Linked DNA regions of Gossypium hirsutum: all the other regions are linked to region 2. A link is a contact called in public Hi-C data. All regions are on one chromosome and are shown on one strand. The core of a region is the stretch at or near the end of the contact, and the rest is flanking DNA. Distances in the headings are between cores, read along the strand shown.

Region 1 (3,908 bases), core at 912-3,411, 160 kb before region 2:
CTGAATATACAGGTTGGTCTTATACGTAAAGCATGGAAACATCCATCTGCTGATAGGTATGCTGACAAACTTGTCTTGTACTTTCCTTTCAAGGGGTTAAATATCTTTATGTTTGAGTTAACTAATTCTTCTCTATGGCTGTCTAGATGCAAAATTGGTGGAATGATGTTTTGTTTTATTAAAATGCAGTTTACTGGTAGAGGAGATAGATGTCGGAGAGGCTAAAGTACGACAGGTTGTTAGTGGATTGGCCAAGTATTGCAGTCCAGAAGACTTGACGGTATTCTTTTCTAAGTTAGCTGTCATGCAGTTTCTGTTTATTTGACTTCTATCATTTGTATTCATATTTTTTGGTTCATTGAGCTCTGAAGCTTACATACTGATGTTCTCCATGATTTTTGCTTGTGCTGTGGCCTGTGAAGAATCGTCGTGTTGTGCTGATTACAAATGTAAAACCTGGAAAGCTACGAGATGTGATGTCAGAGGGACTGGTATGCTTCTTGGCATTTAGTCAACATGTTATCCTTTTCCATTGAACATTTTTATGTGCATGCGCTTATGTGCAGTCACTGAACAATTATATCCTTGTCAATGTCTGAGATAACTGAAAAATGTCCATGACTTTTGTTTTTTGCGACTCTCTCTGCATACATATTCTGCCTGCTTGCTTAATTTGTTCCTGTTTCTGCTTAGTAGCAAACCTGAACTACAATACAAAGCTTATGTGATTCTTTGATTCTGTTACTTTCCTCTGTAACAATTTCCTTAAACTCAGTCCATTTAAATTGTAAGTGATCTCAAATTTGTGGTAGATAGCATATATGTTTTTCTTTCAGCAGAATAATTGGTGGTTTCCATTTCTAAAACTGGAGTTAGATTGTTTGCTTATATATTTGAATCGATGGTATTGATTGTTTTTCTTGTTTGCAATCTCCGGTTTTCAGGTGCTTTGTGCTTCTAATGAAGATCATACCAAGGTAGAGCCATTACTGCCCCCTGAAGGTGCTAAACCTGGCGAGCCCATTTCATTTTCAGGGTAAGCATGTTTTGAGTTCTGTAGAAATACAAATAGATATTGCGCAAATATATCTTCTTTTGTGAGATTATCTGAGATAGCATGTAATTTAGTTTGCAATTCATAAACCTTATTCTTGAGCCAGCTTAGTTTTTCATGAGTCCTTGTTTAGCTATTGGTTGGGGCATTGGGTTTCTGTTAGTCTGTAGATGGCTCTGTTCCAATTACAACTCCTTGTTTTGTACATATTCCCTATTTCCCTTTTGCAAGTAGTCTGGTTTTGAGATAGGTGTTTATTGATTTGAGTTGAAGTTTTCTCCTGGTATAGCATGAAAAAGGTTGTTATTCATCCAGGATTGATGGAAAGCCAGAAGATGTCCTAAATCCAAAGAAGAAGCAGTTGGAGAAAATAACACCGGTATGTTTCATTTTCTAATTTGCAGATGCTTTTACCTGGTTTGGATTCTTGGTGATGCTTTTTCGTAGATTGTGGAAATGGCAAATATTTTTAACTATTGTTTTGCCTATTGCATTTCCATATTTGGAGGTTGGATCCAATGAATGGTTTCTATCACCTTTAGTGTTTGCATAGAGACCGGAATATGTTGCTTCGGGTTTTGCATGTAACAAGTAATTTCCCTGTGCTGCAGAATCTTTTCACTGATGAGAAGGGTGTGGCCACATTTAAAGGTATTCCATTTATGACCTCAGCAGGGCCATGCACATCTTCCATTCCTAAAGCTAGCATCAAATGAAAGACAAAAACGATACGTGGACGCACATGTTACCCTTTGTAAGGTTCCAATTGTAGTTCTAGCAGTCAACATTGCTTGCTGCTGGAACAAAAAAGAGCCCTTGTAAGATGCAATTGTTTTTTTTTTTAACTCACTGAATTGTCGTTCCTTGTCCCTCACAATCTAATATCAAAGAATTTTGTTTCTAGTACATTTATTTGGAATTTGGTGATCCAGAAAATTAAGCAAAAAATATTTTCTGAACTATTTTGAGTCCTGATTGTTTAGCTTGTTCATATCGTAATGTTCATTTACTTATTTTGTGATAGATTGAGCTTCAGCCGTGATGCAAACATACAATCCAAACTGACTCCTGGGTAAAGTTAACATTCTTCTCGCTCGATGGTTGATGTTTCGATCATTGGATGGTTGCTGGGTTATGCATGAATACCTACTCGGAATTCATAGCAATTATTTTGCAAGCCCTGTCTTCCAGCGAGACATTGCATGTTATTTGTTTTACATTAATGTCATGAGACATTGGTGTTGTGAGATTTATGAGAATAGACGACATAGCTTACGTTTATGTTAGGTGAAGATATAGTTTTTTTTTTTAAATATAAAACATAGCAAAACTTAATTAATATCAGGAAACTAAAACGTCCGTAACAACATCTCAATACTGCGTAACATTAAAAGAAATTGACAACCTAGCAAGCTTATGAGCTTCCTTGTTGAATTAACATCAAATCCATTAAACCCTGCTGCCACCACACTATTGCATTTAAGCACGATGCGCCCAAACTCAGATAAAATCTTCATCATTACAATAAACCGTTGCAGCTCTCTTCTTAGCATCGGTGTAAACAACTCCCCTAGAACCGAGGGACTGAATCACCCATCTCAATCCTTCTAGCAACGCCATAGCTTCGGAGGGTACCCTGATATTCGATTGGGCAAAAACTTTAATAAATACGCCATCGGCTCCACGCAAAATGTCCTTCATACCTCAGCTCCTAACATTCTCAAACAAAGCTGCGTCCACCCAACACTGCCAAATTCCCTCTTCTAAAGTCAACCTCGATTCCACCGACTCCCCAGTATTAGGGTGTGTTCTCCATTGCTTTTGGGATGAATTTTTTTTAAAAAAATTGTTTTTCTCTTAAAAGCAATGAAGAACACATATCATTAGGGCAACTTTTTTAACTTTTGGGATGAGCTTTTTTAGAGATGAAAAAGCAGTAAATTTTAACTTTTTCAGTCAAAAAGTATTTTTGGCTGTTATTTTACCTTTTTAACCTTACTTTTTGACTTAAAATGTGTTTGATGCTATTATTTTGTGTTCTCTTTATTGGTTATTTAATATGAGTTTTACAAATATGTTAAAAGTATTAATTAAAAATAAAAAATATTTTTTAAAATAATATAATTGTGTCAATATCTAATTACAAATATTTAATTATTATATTTAAATATTTAAATATAATTTATATATTCTAATTAAATTTAATAAATAATTAAAATTAATTACTTAGAAATATTTAAAATTAATATTATATATTAAAATATTAACAATAAGTTATAATAAATTATTTTTTTATATTTTTACTAAAATATCATAATATTAACTAATTTGAACATTATTTAAATACATATTTGTTACTTTATAATATCATGTCTAAAATGGACATTTTACTTTTCAAAATCACTTTTTGACAGTAATATCAAACACTTAAATTTTTCCAAAGCACTTCTCAAAAGTACTTCTCAAAAGCACTTTTCCACAGTACTTTTCAAAAGCACTTTTCAAAAGCAATGATCACTATTTAAAAATTATTTATATTTATATAACATTTAGAAAAAAATTAATTGCACAATATTCAAATATTGTTGCATGTTTTTTAAAACTTAACTTAGATTAAAAAAACAATATTTTTGTTAAATGTGTAGTACAATTTGGATGGCAAAATATTTTTCTAAGCCCAAATTATTGATTGGGTTCTTTTTAGAAGTTAATTATAATAAAGGGTAAACTCTATTAGTACTCATTGAATTATGTTTTTCTTTTTTTTTTTGTCACTAAATTATGAAAAATTATAAAATAGTCACTCTACTATTTAATTTTGGTTTTCAGTCACATAATTATTTTGGATTTTTGG
Region 2 (3,987 bases), core at 602-3,101:
ACAACTTAGTTAGCAGAGTATTCAGTTAGTACAGTTAGTAATAATCAAATGATGGAAAAATGTTAGGTCTTGCTGTCGGACTCGTCCGTCTTTTCACAATTGATTCCCCCCAAAAGAATTAGTGCCTAATTAAATCGGTGTTTAATAAGTCATTACACAAGCTCCATAAAAAGACTTATTTGAGATCATAATTAAGCTTTCCTCTTAAATATCGGTTTGATATTCAAACTTGTACAAATAACACTTTGTCTTTGAACGTAGTTTAAATTTTGGGCAAACTACATTAGTTGTCCTTAAGCTTTATTAATATTACATTTTGGTCATTCAATTTTCAAAAGTTATGCAATAGTCAATAATATTATTAAATTGTTACATTTTTGTCACCCATTGTTAACTTTCATTAAAAAAAAAGTAATGTTGTACCTTAATTCAAATTGTTAATAGCTAAATTAGTCCTTGAGCTATAGTTAAAAAATTATTTTGATATTAAATTTTTTTAACAATAATTGTAATTTTTTAAATATTTAAAATAAATAAATAAATCATATAAAAAATCATTTACAACATGAAAAAACAAAAAAAAAATTGCATCTAATTTTTCATATCCAATCTCATCAAAAATCATAGCATTTGAACTTTTACAGAAACTTTCAAACTAAATTCCATTTGCTTTCCATCGTTGATGAACACCTTCAATCAAGTCAACAACTTCACGTTGTTTAACCCCGAAATTGATTTGCCAATTTTATTTTGTTTTATTTTGTTCTCAAAGTCCTAAGATCCTTAACAAAATATATCTCAATGCAAGATTTGGATTCCACTATTAGATTGATTATTGCTATTCGAGTTTTCAAGAACACAATTTGGGCTTGCAACATTGTTTTCATTCTTGAGAATCGTAAAAACTTCAACCAACAATGACCTATTTGTAAGATTTTCCTAATAATTATGAAAAAAAGAAAGAAAAAAAATTAAGAAAAAAGAGAGCGATAGAAGAGCAAAATATTCTATTATATTGTTTGGTTCTTTGGTAAATTTCAATTTTTTGGAATTTGAGATTTTTTCTTTTAATTTATATTACGCAACACCCTACTTCTTTTCTAAATTCATAATTTCTTTTCTAGTTACTATTTCAATTTTGTAATTTTGGATTTTTAAAATTTATAATATAAGGTACTTTTCTTCTTCTCCAAACTCATTATTTCCTTTGTCAAATTTCAAGTCAAGGATTACTTTCAGTTGTAAATAAAACACACACACATATATATAAATATATATATTATTTTTAATGATTTGAAAAGAGCGGAGCTGATGCTGATCCACATGAAAAAGAGAAAAAAAAAAAGGTAAAGAAAGATGAAAATGAAGAAAGCATAAAACAACAAAGCAAATAAAAAAAATAATCAAAATGAATGAGTACTTAATTTTTTTTTTGTAAAAGTTCAACAATTATGATTTTTGATGATTTTGGATATGAAAAAAATTAGCTGAAAATTTTTTTATTTTTCCATGTGGCAACTGATTTTTTATATGAATTATTTTATTTATTTTTAAGACTTTTTAAATTTTTTTTACAATAATTGTTAAGAAAAATTTTAAAATATCAAAAATATTTTTTTAATTATAGTTTAGGGATCAAATTAGTTATTAATCCTTTGAATTAAAGTGTAGTGTTATTTTCTAAACTGAAGTTAACTGCCAAGTGACAAGCATGTAACAATTTAATAACATTAAATGTAACTTTTGAAAGTTGAGTGATCGAAATGTAATTTTAAATAAAGTTTAGGGATAGATGATGTAGTTTACCCTTAAACTTTTCAATATAAAAAAAAAAGAAAAGGTTAGAACTTTTCAAAAAGCTGAATTTGGCAAAAGCGTGGAAAATTCAAAATCAAAGGCCCAAAGGGAATTGTGTGTAGAGGAAACACCTTTGAGCCCACCGTCCATTTCCCACCAGTTTGCGCCCCATTGTTCTCTTCAGAGTTCAGATTCTGCCTCGACGATTTCGTTTTCATATTTCAACAATTATGCCAGGTTTGCGCCCTTGAATTTCCTTCACTCTTTTGTTACTTGCTACAAGCTGCAAAACCCAACATGCCTTGTTGTATTTCTTTTGAAGAAAAAGATGGTCAAGGCTGGTTAATGCCAAAACGAAGATGAACTTTTATAGTTTATTTGTTTTTCTTGAAAAGGGTATGCCAAAGTCTCGTGCTTACTTTCTTCCTATTGGGTATATTTGGTGAAAAAAATGGTTGGAATTGAATAGAACTAATATTTGGTTACTAGGAAGGTTGAGTTGGAATAAAGAGTGAATTTTTTTATTAGTGGAAGTAAATTGGGAGTGCTAGGGAAAACACTCAGATTCCTGTTGTTGAATTATAGCAGGTGAATTGCTGATGGAGACTTCAATATCTAGTTCAATTGAAACCGGCTTAGTTTATGTATCTGAACTTGGGAAACGAGATTCTTTATGTGACTGGATGCCTGGAAATGGAAATTGGCAGGTATCTCCTAAATTGAATGATACTTGTCAGAGTGGATGCAAAGAGGCTGAGTATTCATGCCCTCCTTTGCCAAGATCTGGTTCTCAACACTCATCGATGAGTGTTCTGTCTGAAGTTCCTGTGCCTGCTTTTGTTTTCAGTAGGAGGAAGAAACGGCAAGGCAGCAGCGGCATTGGTTCTGCTTCTGTTGTCAACTGTTGTGCGGAGGCCCCAGTGACTTCAAAGAGAAGTGGGGCTTGTCTTTCTGTTGTCAGCTCTGATGCTTTTTCAGTGGCAACATTGGAGCGAAATGAATTTTCTCATGGGGAACATAGAAATGTAGCTGTTGGAGATACCGTGATGCCTCTTGCATGCAATAGAGAGCCTCACGGTTTAAAGTATGAATCTGCTAATGGATGTTCTGCCATGGACGACCGTAGTTCTGATGATGTACATAAAACTGTTATGCTGAAAACCATAGATGTGGACAGTATAAATGATAGTTGTTCATCATCGAAGTCAAATATGGATACTTTATTAGCTTCCACAAAACGTGAGATGGATGAAAATGGTGAGTGCACCTCCTCTAGTGTAATAGGTGCTGAAGTTTTAAGGGAAGATCTATATGAAAAAGGTATGTGCCTCCCTGTACTTCAGAAGCCAGAGAATGTTGAGGAAGTTGGGCCATCTAGGGCTCGTGCTATTGAGGAAATTGGTACTAGTGGGGGTAGTAGTTGTTCTAGGTTATGCAAAATTTGTGACCGTTTGGGAACAGCACAAAAGATGCTAATTTGTGATAATTGTGAAGAGGCATTTCATGTACGTTGCTGCAGACAGAAGATAAAGAAACCACCGGTTGATGAGTGGTATTGTATGTCGTGTATGAAACAGAAGCGAATAGTGCTGAAGGAGACTCTTGCAAGAAGGTCTTCTAGTATCACTGGTGGAATGGGCAAAGAAAGAGATGTATCATCTAAATGGGAAGTCAGTCCAATAGAATTAATGTTGAGAGATGCTGAGCCTTATACAACTAGTGTTCGAATTGGCAAGGGTTTTCAAGCAGAAGTTCCTGACTGGTCAGGTCCAATTGATATGTATGTTCCATGAACTATTTATTTTTTAATTAATTGTCTATATGGAATGCATTACTTTATAGGCTCTCTAATTGGGTGCATAGGAAAACATAGATATGAATGATGCTCTTTTCTATTTGAGGTTTTATTTATGTTATGTTCCCAAATGTTTATAACTACGTTGTCCTTTGTGACATATGAAAATCTGTCTGAAGCACAAGGTAGTCAAAAGTACTATTTGATGCTTATAATATATGAGGAGCTTAAAGGAGAGCTTGCTAATAGGTTATATTGATTATAAACAATTATCTATTTTGTAAGAAAAATCCTAGGCATAGATTCTGTCTTGACCTAGAGACAAGACATAAAATTTGACTTTAGTAGCAGGCTAATTGTATTGACCTTGAAGAAACCAGTGCCAACTATCTTTC
Region 3 (3,898 bases), core at 1,065-3,564, 140 kb before region 2:
AAGTTTTTTGAAGTGGTTAAAATACTTCACATACCAATATGGTCGTTGTTTCTTACAACTTTGGTGGAAAGGTAGATATTTGCAAAATTCTCATATATGTTTCTTCTATATTTAGGCTACCAAAATGACCCACATGTAATTTTAGTTGTATTTAATGCATTTACACTCATAAATGTTGGTACTAGACTTCATGACCTTGAAATCCACCGATTATCTAATGTTATAGTCCTTGATTCTTCTATTTGCAACATAATTTGATGGAAAAATTAGGCCAATTGTAAGCTCACCATTGTTATCAATCAGACAAAAAATTCATGCCTATGAATGTTACCATTCAGTGTTTCGATAATAACTTGACGACTCATGTACGATGATGATAAAAACTATTGGTTCATTTTACGACTTGGGACCATTAACACCTACAACTTCAACATCGAGTTCTTTTTAGACTTATGCTTTAGTTTTGACTCTAGTGAAGTCACCAATGTCATCATCACGACATTCTGGTTCCGTGAACACATCAAATCAGGTAGGTTGAGCTTCATCTTAAACTACATTTATTAGAGATTGCCACCTATTAACATAACCAACATCTTGTTATACAACTCATGAATACATAACATTATAGATTCCTGAGTATGCTCTCAAGATATGTACTAGGAATATTCGACATTGAAGGATTCTTCGGGACTCCTAAATATAGTAATTAGGAAAAGAACCCTAAAATATCTAGTATTGATGGAATTTCTAAATGATATATTGGCACCGAGATAGGCGAAATGCTTGCATAATTCAAAATTTTGTACCTAGCATCGAGAATATCTTTGACTTGCACTAACAACTCCATTGCAACGCCCACACTTTCTTGGTGCCCAAACACCGTAGTATCAACAGTTTTATCATTGTTGAGATCCACCACAACGTATTTACTCCCCTTTTATTAGACCTCAAAAATGTATACTTGAAATTGGATATCCATTTGGTAGTTCCATCATGGATTTTCTTCGAAATTCTCCTTTTTGTTCTCTCCAAGGAAACATAATTCTTAAAGGTTATGTTAAAAGGAGATTCAGATTGGAATACAGTTCTATCATTAGTTGAAATCATGTATCCATTTAAATGGATTTGTGTCATAAATCAATTTGCCATCTTCCCATTTGAAGTTATCAAATATTAAATTTGAACATTACAAATGTTAACAGAAAGGGTGTCGCTAAAAGAAAAAAAAACACAATGAAATTGGTGCCTAAGTTGGTGGATACTTGTCCAGGCACTAAATGGAAAAACAAAAAACACACATAACATAAGAATATGATTACACAGTTCGATTTCCCTATGTCCATGGAGCCTAGCTCAACGAGAAATATACCTCTTCAACAAGTACAAAGTCAACCTACTCAATCACATACACCGTACTCTTGCACTTTGAAGATACAATACTCTCACTATTATGAATACCCTTTGTGTTCATAGCAATTAAAACCACATTAATAAGTTTTACTTTAAAAACATCACTTTTACAAAAATATTCTCATAATAATAGATTAAGTGCCCAATAATTAGTACATTTTCCTATGCAAGTCTCTCAAATAGATAAACATGATTTCAAAACTTGTTTACAATAGAAGATCTAATACAATCCTAATAAAACACTAATCCAATCAATAGTAATACAATATAATAATATACATGATAAATATGGACTATTGGCAACTCAACATCATAACCACAATCCAATTTAAAGTCCATAACCTGAGGGACTACTTTAAGAAATTTACTATTAGCATTTGTTAAGCACAATAATAACATAATATTGGGTACAAAAATTGATGACAATTTTCATAGTACTGATTCATGAATTATGGAAAAAAAAGTGATTTAAGTGAGTTATAGAAACTTTGTAAGTAGTTGGAATGGTTTAAGGTTTGTAGATGTTCAAAAGAATTTCTGGGGGAGTTATTTCAAAATGACTTTTTTTTTTTTGGAAAATTGTAAAATTTATAAGAAAGGGGAAGAGGTTCGACTAACTTGAGATAAAATGAAGTCAACATCATGAGTATTGACTTTAATGAGTCAAAAAATTGTTTGAACCCAACACTTATAGGAGTCGAGTTGTTACCCCAACTCAAATTTGTGTTTTTAACAACAAAGTACACGATACTTAGTGAAAATCGTGTTAGAAAGACTTTGACACACATACATTTTGTACATTCTATTCAACACTTGCATAAAATTTAATATTTACGAGTGTCAAAAAATGTATAATATGATAAATAACTTTATAAAATATCCCGTGCAAAGTGCGGTGGTCGTTGACCTTACAAATTAGTCTTGTTTTAAAGAATGTGAAAATTAAGGAGCACATTTTATAATAGTAAATTATACTGAGGCAAAAAGCTAAATAATCAACACCAATGGGGATCTGATGAAATTGTTTAATTAACGTTAAAAAACGAAGAAGGTCTCTGCTTTGAGATCATCTGTATATGTCTCCATTGATGTTGAAATCAAGCTTCTTTCTTTGATTCAATTCTCCATTTTCAACTGAATAACCCAACCAATATATACACACATAAATAAATAAATGATAGAATTAATTAGTCGGCGGCGTTTAGATGCATTCATCTCCATTTTCGTAACAGTGCATCCTCACGAGATCTCTGCTTTGCTCCATTCTTCTTCATGTTTCTTCTTTGTAAGTTAATAATATTAACTCATTCCATAATTCATTTTAATTTTAATTAAATTGTCTTAATTTTGAATTGGGCTTTTTTGTGTGTTTGTTTTGTTTTCCCCCCCAGATTTTGAGTGCTTATTTTGTGGTGCTGCCATTGAGGGATGAAGGGGCAATTTCATTGGGATTATCTAATTTGCCTGAATTGTTTGTTGGGTCTTTAGTGTTGACTTTGATAGCTGCTCCTCTTTCTACTCTCATCTTCTCTTTGCCTAATCTTTCCAAAGTCAAGGTAAATCTCAATTCACTTCATAATTCATTTTCTTTATTGCTTTTATTCTTGGATTTTTAGAATTTTACTGAAATGTTGAAAATGGGCTGTATTTATATATAAAAGTTTAGGGATGAAGTGGAAAGTTTGGCTCTTTTGTTATTGATTTTTCTGCTCCGTTTTTTTTTAGCAGTAAAATATTGAATTGGGATATAAAACCTAATCATAGTTTTGAAGAACTAAGCGTGGACAGTTTAACTTTCATTGATAACAAACTGCATAATTTTACTTTAAATAAGGATGACTGAGTTGCTGTTAATTTGTACTTGGTTTACGTAGAGACTAGAGAGCTACAACCTAGTTATGGTTCCGGTAGAGTAGAGCTCTGGGACAGATTAATTATAAAGTCTATCTCTTATTGTAGTCAATAATGCCGGTGAACAGAGTGACTGACCTGGAAATGGTTCCGAGAGTGGGGTCTTGAGAGAAGTGAATTAGAAACTTTAGCTCTCTTTGTTGTTAGTATAGGTGATAAAGTGGCTTTTGCAGAACTTAATATATTAAACATTTAGGTGCCAATTTGTTTAGCTAAACATTGGAAAGTTACTTTCTGCGATCCCTCACTTAAATGGTCTTGAAGCTGAGACCTTTTGCTTCCTTCAGGGAATACCACCATACATGTGATCCGCGGAAGGTTTTTTTGTGTGGTAATGCATGCCCTTAATCATTGAACTAAACAATAATGGAAATGATTTTGTCATCCACCTTTCGTATATGGTTGTTTAAGTCATTTTGCCATGTTGTATGGCCTCTTATTGATTTTAATATATTACTTTCAGAACATGCCAACATAGTGATACAACATTGCATTTTATTGGCATTGTTCGGGGTTGTTTCATTAGGTCAATGTATCAATGTTTTATTTAAGTTTGGGATCATTAGCCTCAGTGGTC

Evidence for each region. Hi-C and Micro-C count contacts between places; a contact is called where the count stands out from the background.
Region 1: a contact with region 2 is called in a Hi-C map of seedling, with 2.5 times the contacts expected there. The contact joins the enhancer-like site here to the promoter of LOC107896430 in region 2. A contact is called at or near these places in 2 of 34 Hi-C or Micro-C datasets (leaf and seedling).
Region 3: a Hi-C map of leaf shows a contact between it and region 2, with 2.2 times the contacts expected there. The contact joins the promoter of LOC107916293 here to the promoter of LOC107896430 in region 2. A contact is called at or near these places in 4 of 34 Hi-C or Micro-C datasets (hypocotyl and leaf).

What each region holds. Positions count from the first base shown.
Region 1 is chrA10:104,069,145-104,073,052 of Gossypium_hirsutum_v2.1, forward strand. It overlaps LOC107916292 (aminoacyl tRNA synthase complex-interacting multifunctional protein 1), which reads left to right. Exons shown (of 12, transcript XM_016845479.2): 7 at 1-56; 8 at 190-280; 9 at 423-491; 10 at 945-1,036; 11 at 1,370-1,433; 12 at 1,666-2,013. The coding sequence ends at 1,770. Among protein-coding and RNA genes, the nearest start is that of LOC107916292, 4.8 kb to the left of the region's middle. Within about 2 kb of position 2,162, at least 5 of the 9 cell types and tissues checked have an H3K27ac peak or open chromatin away from gene starts, as enhancers often do.
Region 2 is chrA10:104,230,804-104,234,790 of Gossypium_hirsutum_v2.1, forward strand. LOC107896430 reads left to right here and starts at 1,852. Exons shown (of 7, transcript XM_016821597.2): 1 at 1,852-2,034; 2 at 2,386-3,577. The coding sequence starts at 2,028.
Region 3 is chrA10:104,095,118-104,099,015 of Gossypium_hirsutum_v2.1, forward strand. It overlaps LOC107916293, which reads left to right and starts at 2,315. Exons shown (of 13, transcript XM_016845481.2): 1 at 2,315-2,695; 2 at 2,802-2,966. The coding sequence starts at 2,585.